Regions from separate parts of the Mus musculus genome. Here region 2 is linked to region 1. Evidence: chromatin contacts called from public HiChIP or PLAC-seq data. All regions are on one chromosome and are shown on one strand. Each heading gives the region's core, a stretch centred on a gene start, on an enhancer-like site or on the middle of the called end of the contact. The rest is flanking DNA. Distances are from core to core; before and after follow the strand shown.

What was found. HiChIP or PLAC-seq counts read pairs in DNA pulled down with a chosen protein or histone mark.
Region 2: a BATF HiChIP or PLAC-seq map of CD8 T cells shows a contact between it and region 1, with 6 read pairs. The contact joins two enhancer-like sites. A contact is called at or near these places in 2 of 484 Hi-C or Micro-C datasets (B cells and myocytes), 1 of 115 datasets of contacts at active chromatin or transcription factors (CD8 T cells) and 1 of 9 other capture datasets (embryonic stem cells).

What each region holds. Positions count from the first base shown.
Region 1 is chr13:43,748,867-43,756,769 of GRCm38.p6, forward strand. No RefSeq gene overlaps it. Among named protein-coding and RNA genes, the nearest start is that of Cd83, 32 kb to the right of the region's middle. Within about 2 kb of position 3,800, at least 15 of the 459 cell types and tissues checked have an H3K27ac peak or open chromatin away from gene starts, as enhancers often do. A contact at or near this core is called in CD8 T cells, where this site is marked.
Region 2 is chr13:44,317,294-44,325,196 of GRCm38.p6, forward strand. No RefSeq gene overlaps it. Among named protein-coding and RNA genes, the nearest start is that of Gm29676, 61 kb to the left of the region's middle. Within about 2 kb of position 3,943, at least 27 of the 459 cell types and tissues checked have an H3K27ac peak or open chromatin away from gene starts, as enhancers often do. A contact at or near this core is called in CD8 T cells, where this site is marked.

The sequences.
Region 1 (7,903 bases), core at 2,550-5,049:
CTCCCGCAGCACCTGGGACGGGAAGAGAAACGGTCCATTTGGCTTGTAATGTCTGCTAGTATTTCTCTGTCTAGTTTTTGGGTGGATGACCTGCCTGTTGTTGAGAGTGTGGTACTGAAGTCTCCCCTATGGAGATGTGAAGGTCAGTATGTGGTTTATGCTGTAGTAGAGCTTACACACTTGGATGTCATTGTGTCTGGTCATAGATGTTAAGAACTGAAACATGGTGGATTTTTCCTTTGATGGGTATGTACTGTCCTTCCCCATCTCTTCAGATTCATTTTGGTTTTAAAGTCTATTTTGTTAGATATTAAAATGGTCACACCAGCATGCTTCTTAAGTCCATTTGCACGGAATATCTTTTTCTAAGCCTTTAGCCTGAGGTAATGTCTCCCCTTGGGGCTGAGGTGTGTTTCTTGGATGCAGAAGGGTGGACTCTGGTTTTGCATCTATTCTATTAGTTTGTCTAGTTATTGGGGGAATTGAGACCATTGCTATCGAACGATATCAATCACTGATTGTTGATTCCTGTTATTTGTTGTTGTGGCTGTGGTGGTGGTGGTGGTAATGGTGGTGGTGGTGGTGGTGTGTGTATGTGTGTGTGCATGCATATGTGTGTGTATTTCCTTTTGATTTTGCTGGTGTAGGAATTTATTTCTTGTGTTTGTGTGTGTGTAGTTAATCTCCTTAGGTTGGAATTTTCCTTCTAGCATCTTCTGTAGGGCTGGATATGTAGATAGAGATTGTTAAATTTGACTTTACCATGGAATATCTTATTTTCTTCATCTATGGTGATTGAAAATTTTGTTGGGTACAGTGGTCTGGACTGGCATTAGTGATCTTCTGGAGTCTGCAGCCCACCTGTTCAGTCCCTTCTGGCTTTTAGAGTCTCTGTTGAGAAGCCAGGTATACTTCTAATCTGTCTGCCTTTATATGTTACTTGACCTTTTCCTTTCACAGATTTTAATTTCTTTCCTTTCTCTGTACATTGAATGTTTTGATCGCTATGTGATATTATTATAATTACTGGGTGGGAATGTCTTTCCTGGTCCAGTCTATTGTGTTCTGGATGCTTCTGGGACCCTGATAGGCTCTCCTTCTTTAGGTTGGGAAATTTTTCTCTATGGTTTTGCTGAGAATATTCCCTGTTCCTCTGCCCTGGGTTTCCTCCTCTTCCTTTGTTCCTATCATTCTTAGGTTTGATCTTTTCACAGTGTTCCAGATTTCCTGGATGCTTTGTGTCAGGGTTTTTTTTTTTTTTAATTTAACATATTCTTTGACCAAAGTATCCATTTCTTCTATCTTCAATGCCTGACATTCTGTCTTCTATCTCTTATATTCTGTCGGTGAAGCTAGCCTCTGTAGTTCCTGTTAGAATCCCTAGAGAATTCCTTCAGTGATTTCTTTTTTTAATTAAAAAAAATGATTCTATTTCAACTTTCAGGTCTTGAATGGTTTTATTTATTTCCTTACACTGTTTGCTGTGTTTTCTCATATTTCTTTAAGGGATTCATTCATTTTCTCTTTAAGGACCTCCATCATATTCATGAGAATTTTTATCAGACATACATGCCCACATCTAAGTGCACACCACATGTATGCATGGAGGCCAGAAGAGGGAGTCAGATCCCCAGCAACTGGAGTTACAGACTTCTCTTGTGAGCCACTACATGGACATTGAGACTCAAAGGGAGGGAGGAAGGAAGGAAGGGAGGCAGGTAGGCAGGAAGGCAGCCCGGGGCTATAACTCGGTGGTGGAGAGCTCTTGGAGTGAGTGAGGTTCTAGATTCAGTCCCTAGCACACACAGGGAAGAGGTACCAGTATGGGCGCAGGGGTACCTGTCTGAAGTCCCAGCTACTTTACTTGGAAGGCTGAAGCAAGAGGACTGCTTGAGCCCACACATTTGAAGATAGCCCAAGACGGGCATCATCCTCTTGTCTCTAGGATAACTTCCAGCCTGCCCTTTAGCTAAGGCAGGCATTCCCAACTCCACTCCCGGAGTCCTGCCTGGGGATTCCACCACCAGCGATTCAGAGCCCTTGCTTTTCTTGGCTCAGTTTCAACTTTGGACTTGAGGTTGGACGCTAAAATTCTGGTCTAGGAGAGCAAGCAGAAGATTCGCTCTCCTTGAGCGTATTCCACGGAAATATTTCAAGTTAGTCCATAGTCAGAGTGTTTGATCACACTGTGACAAAGTGACCTGAGAAAGAGCAGGAGACCTATGAGGCATTTAGAGAAGACAGAAGGAGGGCTTGTCTGCCCCATACAGTATCAATCTATTTCTGTAAATAGAACTGGTTGCCGGGGGAAGGGAGTGGAACATAACTGTGATTGGCTGTGGGGTTTCTTTAGGGTGTGGTGTAGGTGTTCTGTAGTTAAATAATGGTGTTAATAGCAAAACTTCAAATGTACCGCCCCCTCCAAACCTCCAAACTGAATTATTTTTAAGGGTAGATTTTGCCACATATGGGTTCTGTTGTGAGCGAGCATGGGCACAGGAGACAGAAAAGCATCCTTCCACGTGCATTTCTTAACTCAGCACCAACTCCAAAAATTATGCCTTGGCTGAACTCTTTTTCTTTGGCTAGAAGTGGGCTGTATTCATTTCTAGTCTTGCTGAGCCCAAATTAGGATTGATTCCACAGCTAACCAAAAAGTGCATCAGTCAATTGGTAAATGGGTGACCCAAGAGGAGCTATTGAACACCTTGTTCTTCTCTCTCTTCGGCTATACAAAAAAGATGGCCATCATCTGTGTAGGCTACTGAAAGGTCTAGTTACTCAAAATCATTCCCAGCATGGGTTAAAGTCTGTGAAAATGGTGGTAACAATTCTCAGGGTTCATTCATTCAGCAAGGAAATAGTGTGTTGTCTTGGATCTGTGCCACTGTCTCTATAAGTACGTAACAGACAAGATCTACTTCTTTTTTTAAAAATTTATTTATTTTATGCATGTGAGGATACTGTACACTATTTTCATGCACACCAGAAGAGGGCATCAGATCCCATTACAGATGGTTGTGAGCCACCATGTGGTTGCTGGGAATTGAACTCAGGACCTCTGGAAGAACAGTCAGTGCTCTTAACCACTGAGCCATCTCTCCAGAAACCCTGGTTCCTACTTCTAAGCCATGTGCTGTAATAACAGGGCAAAACACACTGCTCGGGGCTGTTGTTGCTTTAGCCTGTAGCAGCACTTGTCACCCAGCCCGAGGACCTGAGATTGACACATGGAACCCTCAAACACATTGAAAGCACAGCCTACTGCAAGTGACCTCCTATTCGTCCTACGGCAGGAACACCTTTACACACAGACTGACAGACACACACAAAATAAAAAAATAAAAATATACAAAATAAAATTCACAAACCACGCACCACTGGGTGTAGTGATTCACACCTGTAATCCTAAAAAAAAATCCCCACATCTTCTTTGCTTCAGAAGGAGGGGCATCCTTGAGACCTCTTCCACTGTCATGACATAACAACATGGGCTAATGTGGATCCTCTGGGTCTTCCCTGGGATGTTAACAATGACCTCCAATTGGGAGGTGTCTCCATGGTTTCTTGGTTATGAACTCTCCCAAACTGTCTTGTAGGAGAATGAAGATGAAGGTCGAGGAAGATCAACAGGGTAAGTCAGCCGTTAAAGGAAAAATCGTAGACAAGAGAACTTTAACAGAGGTTAGTCAAATAGAAAGAAGAAGAAAAAAAGTTCACGAACCTGGTCCCACTCAAACTGAAAAGTGGTTTCAAAATGCGACGACCCACAGGCTGTGCAGGCTGTGCTTATGTGCAGAGGAAGGAAACAGTGTACAGAAATCGTCTGACTGTGTGCCACATCTGGACATGGTTTGGCAGCCTCCAGTCTATGCTGGGCTGAGGCCCCAGGACTCATACAAGAGCATTCTCCCCAGTTAGGTTGCAGGGTTACTTATTACGTTAGGTTATTGTTCACTGGACACTTGCTCTGATATGGCTTAAGGCAAAAATAATCCAATGTGACATGACCACACACAGAGAGAACCAGGCCTTAAGGTCTTAAGTGGACAGACTTGTATTATTCTCAGGATGTGACAACCAAGTCTCCAAGAAAGATCAACTAGCCTAGGGAGGGTTTTTATCTTTGTGGTTGTTATTGGTGTGGTTTATGTTTGTTTGTTTTGTTTTATTTGTGAGACAAGGTCTCCCTATGCAGCTTTGGCTGGTCTGTAACTCACTATGTGGACCAGACTAGAACTCACAGAGATATATCTACCTCTGCCTCCTGAATGCTGGGATTAAAGGCATGGGCCACAACACCCAGCCATTGAACATTCTTGATGCTGTTCTCCAGGGTTCCTCTCCTATGGAAGGGTTACTGGGCATGCTGGGGGTGCTGGGGGATACTGGGGATGCTGGGGGTGCTGGGGGTGCTGGGGGTGCTGGGGACGCTGGGGATACTGGGGATAGGGTTTCATCATACAGCTTTAGTTCATATCACCACTTCCTGTATGCATCTTCCCTCCTTAAATAAATTCTTAGGTCTACTTAAACAGCTGAGTCAATCAAGATGGAGTCAGAAAAAAATGCTCACTTTCCCCCAGGAAAGTCTCATTTCATTGGTCAGAAATGCAACCTGGACATCCATCTTTAAATTTTCTTTCCTCTCGTGTGTAGAGTCTCGTGTGTAGATGAGTTTGAGAACCTCCAGGCTCAAAAAACTGAGAAAAGATACGGAAATGCATGCACACACATCCATAAACACATGTGCATGCTTGTCTTGATATGTGCCCATTCAAAAAAAAAATACTGTTTGATGACTTCATCTCTCATCGTGTAAAAGGTTATAGGGTGAATGCTTCAAAAGAAAATGGCTTCTGACTCGAGGGATGACCCAGTTATAAGGAATGGCTGGAGGAAAAGTCAAGGTCTAATTTATAAATGAGCTCTGTGCTCCACTTCCCCCACAGTTCCTACGCTGCAATTTAAATCACATAATGGATTGCCAGCGACGGCAACAGACATTCCTTCGGGGATCCGGCTCGAATTGTTGGTTGACTGTTGATTAAGGACCAAGGGTGACATAAATTAATCAAAGGTACAAATGGAGCTCTGTCGGAAAAGCAGCTACTCTCTGGCTAAAGTCTCCTTATTCTGTACCACAAAACAAGTTCAGAACACAGTCACAGCTCATGAGAATTATGCAAGAACTAAGGGGCTTTTTGGTTTTGGTTTGGTTTTTGGTGTTTGTTTTGAGACAGGACCTCCATGTAACCCTGAGTGGCCTAGAATTCACTATGAGACCAGGCTGGCCCCCTTCATGAATCCTGCTCTCTGCTGCCTCTCTCTAAAGCACTTTCCCATAGATCCTGCACACTCTGGTACCAATCAGGGATTCACACGTATTGCTACTAATATTTTCAGAGTTCAGATAGTCACCACACAGCCCATTGGAAAGCTCAGAAGCCTTTAGGAAGATGCTCAATGCCACTTGGTCTGGAGGTTTGTTTCTTTGCTTATGATAAACCTCTGACATTGATGGGGCAGTCCATCTTCCTATTGACTTTGGAGCTGTGGTGATGGGGAAATAAGTTTTTGCTTGGTGATGATGTTGCTATTGAAGGCAGTACCTTTAATCTCAGTTTTCTGTATAGTCATCTCTGGGATATATTAAATAAAAAGGGAAGGTTTCATGGTAACACACTAAATAGATAAGGAAGGGGGAACAACACATACACACACACACACACACACACACACACACACACACACACACACAGTGGAGGAGAACAACAGTAAAATGGCTTCTTACAGGGAGGGAGGGGCAGGCGGGAGAGGCAGTGATGGAAGACAGATGCTGGGAGTTTTCATTTTGTTGCTTTGACTTCGGACCTGTAGAAATGCCTTGTCTGATAACAAAATGAAAGTAAACCAAAATTATTTCAGATAATTCTCTAAAGATAGAAAAGTTTGTTTTCTTTGGGGGGGGGGGAGGGCAGTGGGACTGAAAAGAAATGGGAAGCAAAGTAAAATAAATGAACTTTTTAGGAGTTGTGTAGACAGGCCAACCACATGGGAAGTGATTGTTATCATGGATTTCAGAGCACTGTAAATCAAACACTTATCCCTAGAGGCTACAACTTAAAGGGTCAAGCAACTATAAACAGATTTAAAATTGTATTATTGATTTTTGTGAGTCATGTTTATAGTAGATAATGTTGATATAACCCATCTGAAATATGTGTGTGTGTATATGTGTGTGTGTGTGCACATGCATGCGCGCGCGCACAGATAAATAATTATGTCAGTTATTGGAAAGCAAACTTCTCCTAAGATGCGATCATGAAACTAAACAACGTGTGAGACTTAGGGCACTTACATTAAATGTAAGTCGACAGCATTGATGTGAATGTGATGGACTTATTTTTATAACTGTCCATTGAAAATTCCATGAATGAGAAAGTAATGAACGTCCCCAGCCGTTTGGTCCAAATTCTAATTTCCATAAGCATTCCGTAACGTGAGGCTGCCTACTGTGATGCAGGCACTGATGGGCTCTGAAAGAGTACGCCGTTCAAGCATAGGTAGGCTGCCTGAGTCCTTGGCCAGTTCTCTCTGTGTGTGTAAGATTTACTTAATATGTATGTGAACACACACACACACACACACACACACACATCATGTCCAAGAGGTGGGTTCATGAGTGTGGTAGCCCCCTCATGTTCAGGAGGTGGTATTCCATAGCCCTTCTCCCCATCTTCTGACCCTTTGCCTTCCTCTCTACTTCTGTGATGCTCTCTGAGCCATGGTTGGCTTGGGGGAATTGATACACATGTCCCAGTTAGTGCTGAGTACAGCCGTGTATTCTCAGCACCTGGACCAGCTCTGCATCGCTGCGTTGATGTCTGCTGTTGCGAAAGGAAGCTTCCCTGACGAAGGTTGACAGCAGTCTGGGGCTCTGGGTATAAGCATAAGGGTTTAGAGGGCAATTTTACAAGATGAGCATTTAGCAAAATAACAATAGCACATTTTGCCCGAGGGTCTGACTTCACTGGCTAGTGAGCTTTCCCCAAACCCCCAGCCTGTGGAGCAGGTTTCAGATCCGACCAGAGCAGGCAGATACCCATAGCAGTTGTGCCATTATTGGACCAGTGGCAGATCTTGCCTGGCAGACTGGTGCTGTAGCATGCAGGGTCCAGAGCTGGGTAAGGCCACTGGTGTCTTCTCTCCCCTAGCAAGAGAAACCTGGATTCTAAGTTGTCTTGGTTTGAGACAGTTTTTTTTTTTTCCATTTTTTATTAGGTATTTGAGACAGTTTTTTTTTCTTCTTAAAGTGTCCATTGAGTCCTCTCGATTCTCTCTTCTCGAGTGGATATTGTGTTAGAGATGCAGAGGTGTAAGGAAATTGAAATGCTGATAAAATTTAGATCTTCGTGTAATTTAAGGATTAAGAGATCCAAATTCTCCATTTTACTTGGAAATATTCAAATTTCTATCCACCCTCAGGTAGGCGAAACCTCATGAATGCACACATTTGTGATTTGTCAGTAAGACAGGTAATTTGTGTTCCCCATCAAATCCCAGGCTTAGATCTGGGGATTTGATAGAATTGGGTTTGTACCATAGTGAATTTTGACTCTATTTTTTTGAGTAACTGAGCAGGCAGTTTGCCTCTAGGATAAAGATGACGTTAAGGCTGTGGGTTTGGCTCCTGTGTGGTGCTCTCACATGGAATACTTGAAATACAAACCTAAGGAAAAAGCGAGATCCCTCAAAGCCTGTGTTTTACGAAGCACAGGCATCAACGCTGATGCTCAACAGCCACTTCAGGACGAATTCCCTGTAGGTTTTCCCTGAGCAATTTATTGGATCAGTCTGGAGATTTGCAAAGTGGATTTTATTCTATTCATCTTCTGGTTCT
Region 2 (7,903 bases), core at 2,693-5,192, 570 kb after region 1:
AAATAGACAAGCTTTCCCACCCCGAGGAGGACGAAGCAGAGGTCAGTACTAGTGGCTTTGTACATGAATGGACCTTCCCCTCCATCCCCTTTCACATGTGGTCCAGCAACAGTAACAGACAGATGCGACACAAAAAGAGACACACCTGATTAACCATGAATACAACAGCTGTCGCCTCCCGCCAGAGCCACACTACGCCTCGCACCCTTGTTCTGCCTGCTTTGGGTTTTTTCCCCCCTTTCTTTCAAATAGCAAAAGGAAATTAAACCTACCGTTAAGACTCAAGTTAGTGGGAGGGGAGAGTATGAGCAGCCAAGCCTTTGTCTCTAGGCTCAGGGGCTTGTAATAGGTACCTTCTATCTGGCCTTTCATCTGAAGAAGACTGTGGCCTACTGTTAACTGCTCCCTCAACTCAAAACCTGGAGATAGGGCAGCCGTGGGTGGAATAAGACGGAGGTGACTCAAACTGGGAAGAAAAGGGTGAAGGTGTGTCCCTCCTCTCCTTTTCAACAGCTTGTCTCCGTCAGCTGCAACTCCTCGATGCCAAAAAAGAACACCCACCTTTAAGACAAACTGAAGATCTTACAGAGGAGGCGGGACTCAACAGAGCATTGCCCATGCATGGGAATGTGCTAACTTCGACTGAACCTGAGGTGGCGACAAAAGAAGGTCAACTTCGGCCTCTCCATTGCAGACAATTCTGAGGTCACTTTCACTGCCGAGGCCTTAGCAATCAGATTGAGGAGGGACTCTAGGTACTGAATTGCCAAGAATCTCTGGTGGCATGATGTAATCAGGAGAGTTTCCAGAAACCTGGTCATTAAAACTCTAAATGTCAATCTAATTTTTTTAAAGGTGTTTTGCTTAAGCTTAGGCTTGGTTTGGTTTGGTTTGGTTTGGTTTGGTTTGGTTTGGTTTGGTTTGGTTTGGTTTGGTTTGGGGGAGACTGGGCTCCTACATTAAGTATCCAACTCCTGAAGCCTACATTGCTATTTCTTAAAATGTCTATTGTCCAAAAATCCCTTCTGTAGTTTCAAAGGCAGAATGATTTTTTTAAAAAATCAGAAATTCATCATGCAAGCACAAGGCTTCTGACAGAAAACACTGAGTAGCACAGTCCCACAGAAATCCAAAGGATGTCTGTCCCCTGTTACCTCACACGAATGGGAAATGAACGGAATCACTGTAGACACCCGTGGACGCTCACAGTTCCTCATTAAGGCGGGGACCACCGAGACACTTCCATCTTCCATCAAGAATTCACAGAGGTCCGAGGAAAGGCCGTGCGTGGCCCGGGGAGTGTTCAGCTGGCAAGCACAAGGACCTAAGTTGAAACCCCAGCATTCACAAGTTTTAAAAAGCCAGGTGTGGTGACACACTTGTAATTCCAGCCCTGGCGAAGGGGAGACAGGCAGACCCCCGGGGACTTGATGGCCAATCTGTCTTGCTTGGCAAGTTTCAGGCCAGTGAGAAACTGACTCAATAATAATGATGATGATGATAATAAATAAGGATGGTACAAATAGAACAACAGGCTGTCCACTGGCTTTTACCAGGCATGTATGTGCAGCATGTACACAGTCATAACCAACAACAACAAAACCCTTGGAGATCTCACTCGATAGAGTTAGAAAGGGGAACTGAAATGCTAGGAAACTTCGTGTCAGATGCCAGCAAAGGCCAAGAGCCATAGGGCACTGGAATTAATTCTAGAACACAAAAGAAGCCTCTTTGGGAGGTTAGCTTTTGACTCTTCTTTTTTCCAGTCGGTGAATAGCCATGTCTACTCTCGGGGCAAACCAAGGGTCCCTCCTCAAAACCTTGTGAGAAGACGTTGTTTACCCTGCCAGCAACGCCATCTCCATAGTTCTTCCCCAATGCCTCCAAGTGTCTCCTTGGCTTCCAAGAGCCCACGGCTTCAGCGAAGTAAGCCGGTCTGTTTTCAATGCTTAACTTTTAACACATGGCAAACGGATGGCACTTTGAACACGACCATCATCTGGCTGAGGAGAAAGCTGTTTTCCATTTCTGGCAACCCATACTTCTGGCTTATCATGACAGGAGGAAAGGGGCTGAAATTACACTTGGGTTGGATTGCGTTGATCACATTTTTCCGTCTTTGTAGCTAAAAAAAAAAAAAAAAAAAAAAAAAAAAACTAGAAAACTCTCCTCTGGTGTTGCAGAAAATGGTAATAGAGTTGACACCACTGTTGGCATTCCGACTAAACTGCATTCATGAAAGGAAGTAGTAGGTTAGCGTCTTTCATCTTTTCTCCCTAAAACACAGCATGGTATCGTAAAAGCTAGGACTGGACCAAGAGTTTTTAAAACGTTGATGGCCTACTGCGCATGCTCACTGGGGGTGGAGTTGGGCGGGGCATGGGTAGGTATGATTGCCTGGTACTCATACTCACTGCGGGTGAGGAAGGGTGGGTAGGTAGGATGGTCTGGTGTGCTTGCTCACTGGGGAGGATGTGACTTGGAGGGGGCATGGGTAAGTATGATGGTTCATCTTTACGGTCAAACATAGTGTTGCCTTCTCTGCTTCCTGCCTTATCGGATTGAAGCTGCTGTCCTTTGCCACTTGCTCTGGACACCAGGATATTCTGCCCAATCACATGGGACCAAAACTTCTGAAACCAACAGTCATAACACATCTTTTCCACCTTTATGCTGTTCTTTAGGTGTTTTTTTTTTCCTTACAACAATGAGAAAAGAAGCTAAAAACAGGAAGTATGGCATCTTTCAAAAGGCTACTTTCAACCCTCCTCGCTCTGCATGCAACAGTTAGCATTGCAGTAGTGAATATCACAAGCTACGAGGCTTAATGTTTAAAAAAAATATATTCCTCATAGCTTTGGAATCCAGTCCAAGATCAAGGAATTGACAAGGCATCCCTGGAATCTCTCCTTGGTTTGTATATGACAATCTTTCCCCCAAATCATCAAGTTATCTTCTTTTGACACAGGTCTATGCCCTAATCTCTTTCTATATGGATACTAGACTGACTTAGGGATGGATCACCCATATGCCCTCATTTTAAGCAGTGTCGCCTTCTGAGGTGCCAGAAGTTAGCACTCCAACAAAGAGTTTTTAAAGGGATGTAACTTACCCCTCCCACTCCTTGGAGGGACTTGGTACTCAACTGAATAAACTCAGCTTCATTTCAGCTATAACAGACTCAGTCTGAGGCCTGGATTCATAAAGGAATAGAGCCGAATGCTCATCTGATGTCTGACTTGTTGTGGTTTATGCAGAACAACGCCAGCAGAAGCGGGGAGGACAGTGATGTCACTAAAAAGCATTCTCTTAGAAGGAGACCAGCTTCTGTGATCCCAGGGGGCATTAGAACCATGATATCCTTCTCTAGAAAAGAAATTATTGGATTTTTTTAATTTACATTTCAAATGTTATCCCCTTTCCCAGTTTCCCCTCCCTTCCTGTAAACCCCCTCTCCCATCCTCCCTCCCTCTGCTTCTATGGGGGTGTTTCTCCACTCACCCACCCACTCCCACCTCCCTGCCCTCCATTCCCCTATACTGGGGCATCTATCCAGCCTTCATAGGACCAGGGACCTCTCCTCCCCTTGATGCCTGACAAGGCCATCGTCTGCTACATTTGCAGCTGGAGCCATACGTACTCCCTGGTTGATGGCTAAATGCGGCAGGATGGTGTGAGCACTTTCTGACTGCACTCCTTCACCCCACCTCCCCTGGGACCTTCATTAAGGTTCTTCTCAAAAGGGATTTCCCTCTCACATCTACAAACATCAGAAAGGAGTGGAATGAGTCGCCAAATGATCAGAACGAACGTTTTCTCATGGCACTTTCTCCTGAGCAAAAACATGACTTCTTACGTGAGCAAAACGAAAGAAAAGTGATAGCAGATGACTAACCAGGGTGACAGGAAGATGTATGGGTGTTCGGGACATCGGGAGCTTTTGAAGCACGCAAGGCCGGTGCTGAAATGAGAGTGGGTGAGCAACCGCCCTCGCAAATGGAGCACAGGAAGAACTATGAATAAGACGCATACACACACACCAAAAAGACGTGTGTAATTTGCAGTGTGTAGCAGTGGGCTGACCATGATGGTTCTAAATACCCTCTGACACATTTTTACAGAGGAACCGGGTGGCTTTATTCTAGATGACAATCCCTTGCTAATTACCCTTCATGCTGACTGATAGTGGCACTGTGAGTCACCAGGGTTCTCCCGTGGAGCCCTGTTTACTCATGGGCCATGTGTTGGCTGTGATTGGGACGTGAGTGAATCCAGAAGCCCTTGATTACAGACCTCCATGTGGGGGATGAGGGTCCGGGTGACATCATGGGTCATGGACTGAATTGCACCCCCACCCCCCACCCCCAAACAAAAGCTGCATTGAAGTCTTAAGCCCCAGTTCCTACAAATGTGACTCAATTAGAAAGGAAGCCATTGCACATGTAATCGGTTAAGATAAGGCTCTATTTGATCAGGGAAGAGCCAACATCCGATATGACTGGAAAAAAGCAGAGAGAGAGAGAGAGAAGGACACCAGGAAGAGAACCATGGAGATAGACATTGGAAAGATGCATCTACAACCCAAGGAATGCCAGTGCATCCATTACTTTAGCTAACAAAAGGAGCCTATGGGAGAAAGGATTTATTTTGACTTATGGTTTTAGAAGATACAGCTGGTTCATAATGCTGGAGCCATGGATGGAAGGGGGAACGTGGGAGACAACTGATCGGCATGGCCTCTCCAGTCAGGGGGCAGAGAAACGTAAATGCTGGTCCTCAAATTGCTTCCTCCTTCTTCATCTTATATTCAGTCTGGCATACACATATACTTACACACGCATGTGCATGCACACACACACACACACACACACACACACACACACACATGCATGCACCAGCCCTTCAGGGTAGGTCTTCCCTGATCAGTTAATAATCTTTGGAAATAACCTCATAGACAACAACAAGGGTGTGCCTCTCTTATGCTGTGGACACTCTTAAATCTAATCAAGTTGTCAATAAAGAACTGGCCATCACAATCTGAAAACACCAAAGTCTGGGGAAAGGCAAAGGATTCTCTCCCTTTGCTTCAAGAGGTCAAGCCTTTGGAAGTCGGGGAGAAGAAGCGTTGCTCCTCCAGCCTACTGTACTTTGCAAAAGCAAGTACCCATACTGTGGTTCCCAGTCACAAACAAGCTTTGAACCCCATGGTCCTCTGCTCCACAGCTTCTAAACTGATAACTCTTCATAATAGTCCCCTCTTGAGCACAGTTCCAATATTTCAAAAACATGCAGACTTTTACTTTTCTTCTTTCCCTCTCCTCCACATTAGACACAAAGATGCCACAAGTTGAAGATGCCAGAGATTGTCCATTTTCCCCTCTCTGAGGTCTTAGCACTGGTGGCTGTGACCTGGACACAGCTCCAGACCTTCATCTTTTGCTGGGACTTGAACTCAAGTGATTTTAGACTCGATAACTAGAATTCCATTGTCACCAATGTTTTAGATTCCAAGGCAATGACCAAGAACGGGAACAGCACTGGAGAGATGGCTCAGTAGTTAAGGGCACTGGCTGCTCCTCCAGAGAACTTGGGTTTGATTCCCAGCACCCACAAGATGGCTCACACCATCTTTAGCTCCAGTATCAGGGGATACAATGCCTTCTTCTGACCTCTGGGAGCACCAAGCATGCATGTGATACACAGACATCCATGCAGTAAAACATCATAGTAAAAACATTTTTTAAAAACCTGAAAGAGGTGGAAACATACTTTCGCTTCTTCCTTGTGCTATTCTAGGATCTTGTTATAAAAAAATGAAATGGAAAATGTTTCTTGAATAAATAATTTTGCAGAAAGTAAAAGAAAGACTGTCAGGGGCTGGAATGATGGTTCGGTGGTAAAGAGCATCGACTGCTCTTCCAAAGATCCTGAGGTCAAATCCCAGCAACTGCATGGTGGCTCACAACCATCTGTAACAAGACCTGGTTTCTTTTTCTGTAATGTCTGAAGACAGCTATCGTGTACTTACATATAATAAATAAATAAATCTTAAAAAAAAAGAAAGACTGTCAGATAAGACTATAATCCATTAAAGCTGTCAGTCAATTAAGCTACCAATTAGGTTTTGTTTTGTGTGTTTTCACTATTGTTTTTACTTTTCAAACAGGCTCTCACAACACAGCCCAGGATATCCTGGAGCTGATTATATGTATCCCAGGCTAGCCTGCAACCCATGGCAATTTTCCTGCAGGCATAGACCACAATTACAGCTCAGTGTTTGCTGATGCTAAGAAAGCCAGTATACAAATGGATTATGGATGGGCTGTACGTAAAACAAAACTATGACCACTTCAGGAAGCCAACCCATTACTGGATGTTAACCAGCCCAGGAAGTCAGTCCACCACCATAAGTCAAACCTGTAAGACGTCAGACCATTATCTTCATCAACAATCCAGGAAGCCAAATCATACCTCCACAATAACGGGCTCAAAATAGCTAACCCTGAATAACAAAAGACAGCTTCTCTACTCTTTGCCTCAAACCCCAATATGGAACAAACCCGAGAAGGCCAAATATGCACTTTAGCCAATCACATTGGATCCCACGCCTCCAGTTGATGCCTCTCAGCTTCCCCACGCTCTATGGAAATGAACCTGAAGCCTTCCACTCCCCTTGAAGTTGCTCTCAAAACACAAGTATCACCTATGACTCCATTGCTAGCATGAGGGCTGGCTAAAAACCCTTTGGTCCTGCTTTTTTCTATTGGTCTTTTATTTATTTCCATACCACCAAAAGTATACTCTCTATATGACTCAGGGGCAGTATAGAGAAAGGCGTGGAGAGCATGATCTTACTTAACAAGCTTTACATCTTGGGAATTTCAGACCAAAAAAAAAAAAAAACAAAAAACAAAAAACAAACAAGAACCACATCACAATGGCCAAGGCTTTGATAAGCTAAATGAAGGCTAATAATCCAAATCCTGAGATCAAGGGACAGAGCATTTTGGATGCTTTAATTTGGAGGACAAATTGCTTTCATTTGGAGGATCAGCTGTTAATCTGAGTTTCAGAACACAAAGCAGCGTTCTTGCAGACGATTATACGGTTATTCAAACTTGGAATTTGTGGAAACACCAAGGAACCTTAGCAAGAAACCTATTTGTCCCACGATTATTTTTACTGGCACTCGAAGAGAAGATGGCTTATTGGAAATGCCCTTCCCTAAGCCCATAGTAGTTTGGAGCTTCCTTTAGCCATCAAACTGTAGATGGGACACTCGCACAGTGAGCATCCTGAGTCAGCTCACCTGTGTTCCCATTTCAACCACTTTCCCAGATGCCTTGGTTGTTCACTAACGTGAGTCTTGATCCAGGACATCTGAGATGGTTCATCTTCACTGCCAGCTTAACAAGATGTAGATTCACCCAGGAAACATATCGCTAGGCATGTCCATACAGATGTTTCCAGAAAGGTGTAATGGAGGAGAGAGGACTCACTCTGAATGTGAACAGGCTGGGAATTCAGTCTGAGAGTGAAGGAAGACAGGCGAAATCACGAACACCAGTAACCATCTCTCTTTGCTCCCTGGCTATACATGCAACATGATCGGCTGCCTGGGCTGCCACGACTTCCCCACCAAAAGGGACTGTGTCCTGTCGAACCATGAGCCATAATAAATTCTTAAGCTGCTTCTGCCAGGGCTTTTCTCACAGTGATGAGAAGAATTACTAATGAACCAGGCGACTATTGGAGGCTCCTTCCCTGATACTGAGGTTTCAAAGCAACCAGTTATCAGGACTCCTCTGCCTAAGTTCTAGACCAAATAAAAGGCCAGGAGTCAAACAGAGAGAGTAGGAAATGTCACCTTTATTAAAATTTACAATGTCTTTGTTGGAAAGTA